Regions from separate parts of the Cyprinus carpio genome. Here region 1 is linked to region 2. Evidence: chromatin contacts called from public Hi-C data. All regions are on one chromosome and are shown on one strand. Each heading gives the region's core, a stretch centred on a gene start, on an enhancer-like site or on the middle of the called end of the contact. The rest is flanking DNA. Distances are from core to core; before and after follow the strand shown.

Evidence for each region. A called contact is a pair of places that touch in the nucleus more often than the background predicts.
Region 1: a contact with region 2 is called in a Hi-C map of liver, with 4 times the contacts expected there. The contact joins the promoter of wipf2b here to the enhancer-like site in region 2. A contact is called at or near these places in 2 of 8 Hi-C or Micro-C datasets (both in liver).

Annotation. Positions count from the first base shown.
Region 1 is chrB19:24,307,601-24,310,758 of ASM1834038v1, reverse strand. It overlaps wipf2b (WAS/WASL-interacting protein family member 2b), which reads right to left and starts at 1,773. Exons shown (of 8, transcript XM_042744818.1): 1 at 1,629-1,773; 2 at 240-351; 3 at 1-95. The coding sequence starts at 284.
Region 2 is chrB19:24,218,969-24,221,953 of ASM1834038v1, reverse strand. No RefSeq gene overlaps it. Among protein-coding and RNA genes, the nearest start is that of LOC109111336, 13 kb to the right of the region's middle. Within about 2 kb of position 1,588, at least 1 of the 8 cell types and tissues checked has an H3K27ac peak or open chromatin away from gene starts, as enhancers often do. A contact at or near this core is called in liver, where this site is marked.

The DNA of each region.
Region 1 (3,158 bases), core at 524-3,023, 89 kb before region 2:
ACTTTCTTCAGCTTGGTCCCTTTGCAGATATCAGAGAGCAATGCCCCTCTGCCCTTCGTTTCATCTCGGCTCAGCTTGGGAGGGGTTGTGTTTGCCTGTGGAAAAACCGAGCGTTTCTTTCTGTTCAAGTCAAGTCTTCACAGAGGCAGCTGAAGTACGCATTGCGCATGCTGTGAATATTTTTGAGGTAAGGTTTTGCAGTTCCCAATAAAGTTACATGCCAAATAGAGAGAACTTACCTGGATAAGGGTGGGGGGAGGAGGGGGAGGGGGAGGAATGGGCATCTTGGATTTCTGTCCGGTGTTTACAGCTGAGAGTATGTGACAATTAAAACTTCATGAAGACAGCTACCTATAGAAACAGAAAATAATTGTCAATCAAACGGATTGTAACTTTAACACACTATATATATATATATATATATATATATATATATATTATATATATATATATATATAAAACGTGTGTTTGCATATATGGGGTTAACTCGGAAGAACTAGGCCATTTTTCCCCATGAAATATGAACAGTAAAATTCTAAAATATTATTACAGAATTTAATAATTGAATTGAATATATTTCAAAATGCAATGAATTAATGTGATGTTTCTGCTCAACAAACTTTCTTAATATCATCAATGTTGAAAACAGTTGTGCTGCTTCATATTTTGTGGAAACTGATAATTTTTCTGATTCAAAGACGGTTAAAAAGAAAAGCATTTATTTGAAACGGCAATCTTTCGTAACATTATAAATGCCTTTACTGTCACTTTTGATAAATGTAATGCATCCTTGCTGAATAAAAGTATTAATTTCCACAAAAAAAACTTATAAAACTGTGGTAGATATACAGAATATATATCCGATTTCCTAAATCTGACATTCAGAAATCAGTGATTCGTAAGTGCTTCACGATTCATAACTGCTGGAAAGTGGTGCACATATATTTTCCAAGTTTATGGTGCAAAACAGACAAGCCAGATGTTTGTCATTACAAACAGGCAGACCCTGATCCATATTCTTCTGCATTTAATCATAAACCTCTTTTTTAATAAGTTAACAAGTTGACAACCACACAGTAAAGTACATCTGACAGCTCATGACTTTTATTTCTTTCGATAACATTTTGCTGTTTTAAAAAACAGAATGGAAACCATATTAACTATAATTATTATTACTGTAAAATATATAAACGTATATGGGACATCCGCATTTTTGATGCCCATGATGGCTAGAATCAGAAGTTTATTGTAAAAAAAAAAAAAAAAAAAAAAAAAAAAAAATTTAGGAATAGTGATTCAGATGAAACTAGATTATATACAGTAGTATGTAAACAACACGGCCTGCAGGCTACGACCATTTAACTCGTATAACGTTACTCTTTTCAGCTCATTTCGTTGACGACAAAATCATTAAATATCGCTCATCAAGTGACACTGAAATGCATGTCTCGTGTTTTATTTGCATATTTATTTATTGTGAATTAGCTCAACTTTAGCCTTAGCTTAGCTTGGCCGCGCGCTTGGCAGGTGCGTCCATCACATCAAGACGTTTCGTGAAGAAAATGTTCCGTCGGTTAAACTTGACACAACGTGTTTATGTAATGAAGTAATACAATGTTTGTGCCTACTTTTTCCCCACAGTGTCCGATGTTTTCGTAAACCGGGCTCTCTCATACATGATCTCGCGCGTCAATCGCCCTGATTTGCTACTGCTGCGCCTCCGTTCAAACCGGAAATTACGTCACTGTACGTCTTGTCGTGAACACTTTTATTATTGATTTTAAAAGAGCTAGCTTTATTAAATAATTGCACGCAAAGATGCAAAATTCTGACTGATTGGGATTATCCTGTTAGGGTTTCTATTATAGCCCTGTTATTTTTTTATTTTTTTTTTTTTTTTGCTAAATATTTTCGCTTAAATATATAGTAGATTTATATTATATCCCTTTTTATAATTCTATCTATTTTTATTTTATATACGATTATATTGAACTCCCAGTTCTCTGACCTTGTGAACATTTACACATAATGCGAAAAAAAAAAATGTAAGCCCTCCTTTATTTCTTAATGATTTTGTGAGAATGTTTTGTTTCAAATGCGTCAAAGTCAAGCTGACAGATCATTCGCAGATAATTAAATGTAGCCATATTATCACCTTCCCAACGTCATGTCACTGAAACTGATGTTTCCATTCAAAATGCGTGCGCTTATTGAAATAGTACTAAAATATCCCCAATAAAACTGATTCTCAAATGCAGATTCTCGTGCATATTTCATTCAAGCAATGCTATTTTATGATACTGAGGAAGAAAACCGCACAGGAATGCCCAATGCTGACACGTGGTGGTGCTATAAGATGAACTATTTTGAGTTGCATGACTTATTACAGTCATATGTGCTTTAACTGCAAGGAAGCACAACCCCAAATTCTCTGTGGTATTACACCGGCCTACTGTCAGAAGAAAATTATGTTCAACTTACTATGTGTCACAAATGCTTTCTCAGCATTTAGGCTCGACTATGAAAAACAACTTCCACAACATCAAACTTAGATTCATGATGTGTGTGATAAAGGGGGTCATCAAGTAAAATATGCCAGATAGGGCTTAGGCTGGAGTGTCAGTAGATTATTTGGTAATCTTTGCAAATAATTTACTTTTTGAACTGACTTTTATATATTACAACTGCTTCAACGAAAGAGTAAATGCAAGCCTGGATAAGTGGCTCATTTATTGTATGAAGATGGTATCCATAAATGTCTCTCAGTGTTTCAACGTCTAAAACTCAAATGTGCTTAACAGATGCTCATTCAATGAGTCAATTAAATTATGACACAAGAACTTTTTATATACAGTGCTAGTAAATGTATGACTGTAGGCGCTTCACCTTGAATAAAAGTCAAGGAGCTGAGACAGTTAATATAATTCAGTTTATTTATTTGAAAACAAACAAAAAACACTGTCAAACTAAAATGTTCAGTAAAAATGCATATTCACTGTGATTTCCCGTTGACATTCCTTGCATGTTTTTTTTGTTTGTTTGTTTTTTCTTGCAGGTGGGCATGTTGAAATAATTTACTCTATGATGACAGCATCATCAGTGAATATGCAGAAAAATCACAAATCTCTTCATGGCATGAAAGATCCCACGTAACTAGC
Region 2 (2,985 bases), core at 339-2,838:
AAATCTGTCACTGAGTGTTTTAGCTTCAGTTACAAGCGCTTTCGTGTCCCAGGGGTTGTTTTTTTTTATTAAAACTAACAGATTTCAGCACCAGACGTTCATTCGCAAAATATGAAAATCCATCATGAAAATCCATCAAAATAAATAATAAATAAATCAATCAAAAGTTGAGAAAACTTCAAAGTTTGAGGCAACCAGCTTCATGGGATTTTTGAGTTTTCTCAACTTGTTTTTGTAGGGTATTTTTTTTTTTTTTTTTTTTTTTTTTGTAGAATCTGAATACAAGAAGTTAAGAAAACTCAGAAATGTCCTGAAGCTGGTTGCCTTAAACTTGTGTAGAAATTGTGTAGAAGCAATGTTCACTCACTGTTCAAACATTAACAAAGAAAAGGCAATTAAATGTGACATTTTAAAGCAAAAAAACTGAAACAGTATTTCTTCTAAAGCATACTCCAGTAATATCTGTTCTATTTATAACTTCATAAAAAAAATCATATTTTATTGTAAAACCTATGAACCTTATTTACATCCATTTCTAGTAAGCAAATGAACGACAGGGTTTAAAGCTACAGTTCACCCAAAAATGAAAATTATAATAATGTATTTGTCCTCACATCGTTACAAACCTGTAAGATGTTCCTTCTTCTGCAGAAATGAAAATATTTTGAAAAATGATCCAATGTCTTTTGGATCCCACTGACATTTGTGATTCTTCAAAATACCTGCTTTTGTGCTCCACAGAAGAACGAACGATGTGTTGTGGTTTCGGAATGATATATGGGTAACAAATGTAATTTTTTGGTGAACTATCACTTTCATTTCAAAGCCAAATGTGTTGAAAATAACACCACTGTGTTGGGTAATATGACAAAGACAACCATTACAGCAAATAAAATATGACACACAAAAATATGGGAACACAACTGTAGCTAAAATCAGAAAAGATGAGAGAACCTGAAGAAAAAAAGCCAAACATCACACTAAAAACCCCTCTTATTACTGTAAAACAAATCCTCAAGAGCCTCATATAGACCAGAAACAATAATGCCAGCATGAAATATGTATATACATACGTCATTTCTGGCCTAAAGGACATAAAACCCAACTAACAAGAAAAAGAAGGCCTTTCTGTCGATCAAAGCATAATTTATTAGGAGCCGAACGCAGCTAATGAATGAATTTAGATTCTATTAATGTGAAGAGAGTGGCCTCTCAGACTGGTGACTGTCTAAAACTGCCCCATGGGCAAAAACATTTCCTAATTAAATATTGATCTCTAAAGAAGGTAATTAACCAACTGTGAAGGTAGTTGGGCATGAAACGATTGGACTGGGAAATGTTGCTTGTATGATCCTGTTCTGGGCAGAGGAGAGACTTGTGAGGACAATTTCCTGGTCTGAAAAGCAACAGATAAACTCCAATTCTGCTCTGACAAAGCGTTGTTAAATTACCTCGATTTACAGTTACAGCTTATAGAAACAAATACTTGCATAACGATAATCTGCTTATCCACAACAAGCTAAACTCTTCAGCAACACTACAAAACAGCCTGTGTAAATTCTGCACATAATTGTCTGTTTGTTTAAAGGGTTGAAAAAAACCACAACACTGGCTCAAACAGTAGTGAGTGTTTGGGTGAATCTCACATTTTGAAACCCTTAATGTAGGCCTATTAAAATGAAAACTAAAGCAAATGTCTCTCATAAGGACACTGCACTTTGTACTTTGTGGATCGTATACAAGCTGTCTACAAACAGACTTTGGAGCCTGTAATGTTTACATAACTTATATTAAGCTGTTTTTCCACAGAAAAAAAACATTATACAGAAAAGTTGGCTTTAGACAGTAACCTTGGCAGAGCAAATTTATTTTTCACAGTTTTGATGAAACATTCAGTCCATGGACAGAAATCTGAGAGTAAACGCAAAGAGCACAACAAACCGCTTTAAAGAAAAAGCCCCATGTGAACCTTTGTGCTTTGCGATTAGATTCTGGGATCATCGGTCTGTCTGCAGTAGTATTTGTGATCAATAGTTTGCTAAATAAATATGACCTTTCAAGCCGTCACAGTTTCACACAAAAATATTAAGCAGCATAAGCAGCACTACTGTAAATATTACTATTGTTTGTTTGGCAATAGATTACGATAAAAAAATGTTTGAAAATCGTTCTCGCTGGCTTATATATTAAATTATGTAAATTGTGTTAAAAATGTTAAAAATGTCCCATACCTGTTTGCTAACCAATGGAAGATGAGGGGAGTGTCTGAAATGTGTTTAAAAAACAACAGAATAATCAAGTGGTGTCTTGAAAATTAGTCAAAATTAGAAGCGTAAGCCCAAAGAGGCCATAGATTTATTTATTTTTATTTTTTTTAATTCTTTTCTCGCCATCATGACTTTTTCTTATGGTTTTTTATGATCTCAACAAGAGTTGCTTTCTTATTATCACGACTTAATTTTCTTGTGATCCCGTAAAAAAAGTTTTCTTGTGATCTCGACATAAAAGTTGTTTTATCGCAACTTAATTTTTTCTCATGATCTCAACATAACAAAAGTTGTTTTCTCATTATCATGACATTGTTCTCATGATCTCAACGACATTAGTTGTTTTCTTGTGATCTCGACATAAGTCATGATTTCTTAGATTATGAAAGAAATGAAGTCATGACAACAAGAAAATTTTTGTTTAGGTGGCAGTACAGAACTGAATACAAACTGATGGTGTATTATCCTCCTTACTATGTTAGTTCATATTCCATGTGTTTGGGACAGTGAAGACCTTAATTCTTCACGATTGCTATAATAATAGTAGTAATAATAGTATTTTGTTTGTTACTGGCAATTAACTAACATATAAAATGCTTAAATCAATATGATTATTTTGCATGAAAGTATATCTATTGTTACGTTCTTAAGCATGACTCATCACAGTTTCACTACTGCAATAGCGTTCGGTTTAACACTTATTAAAACTAACAAGAAA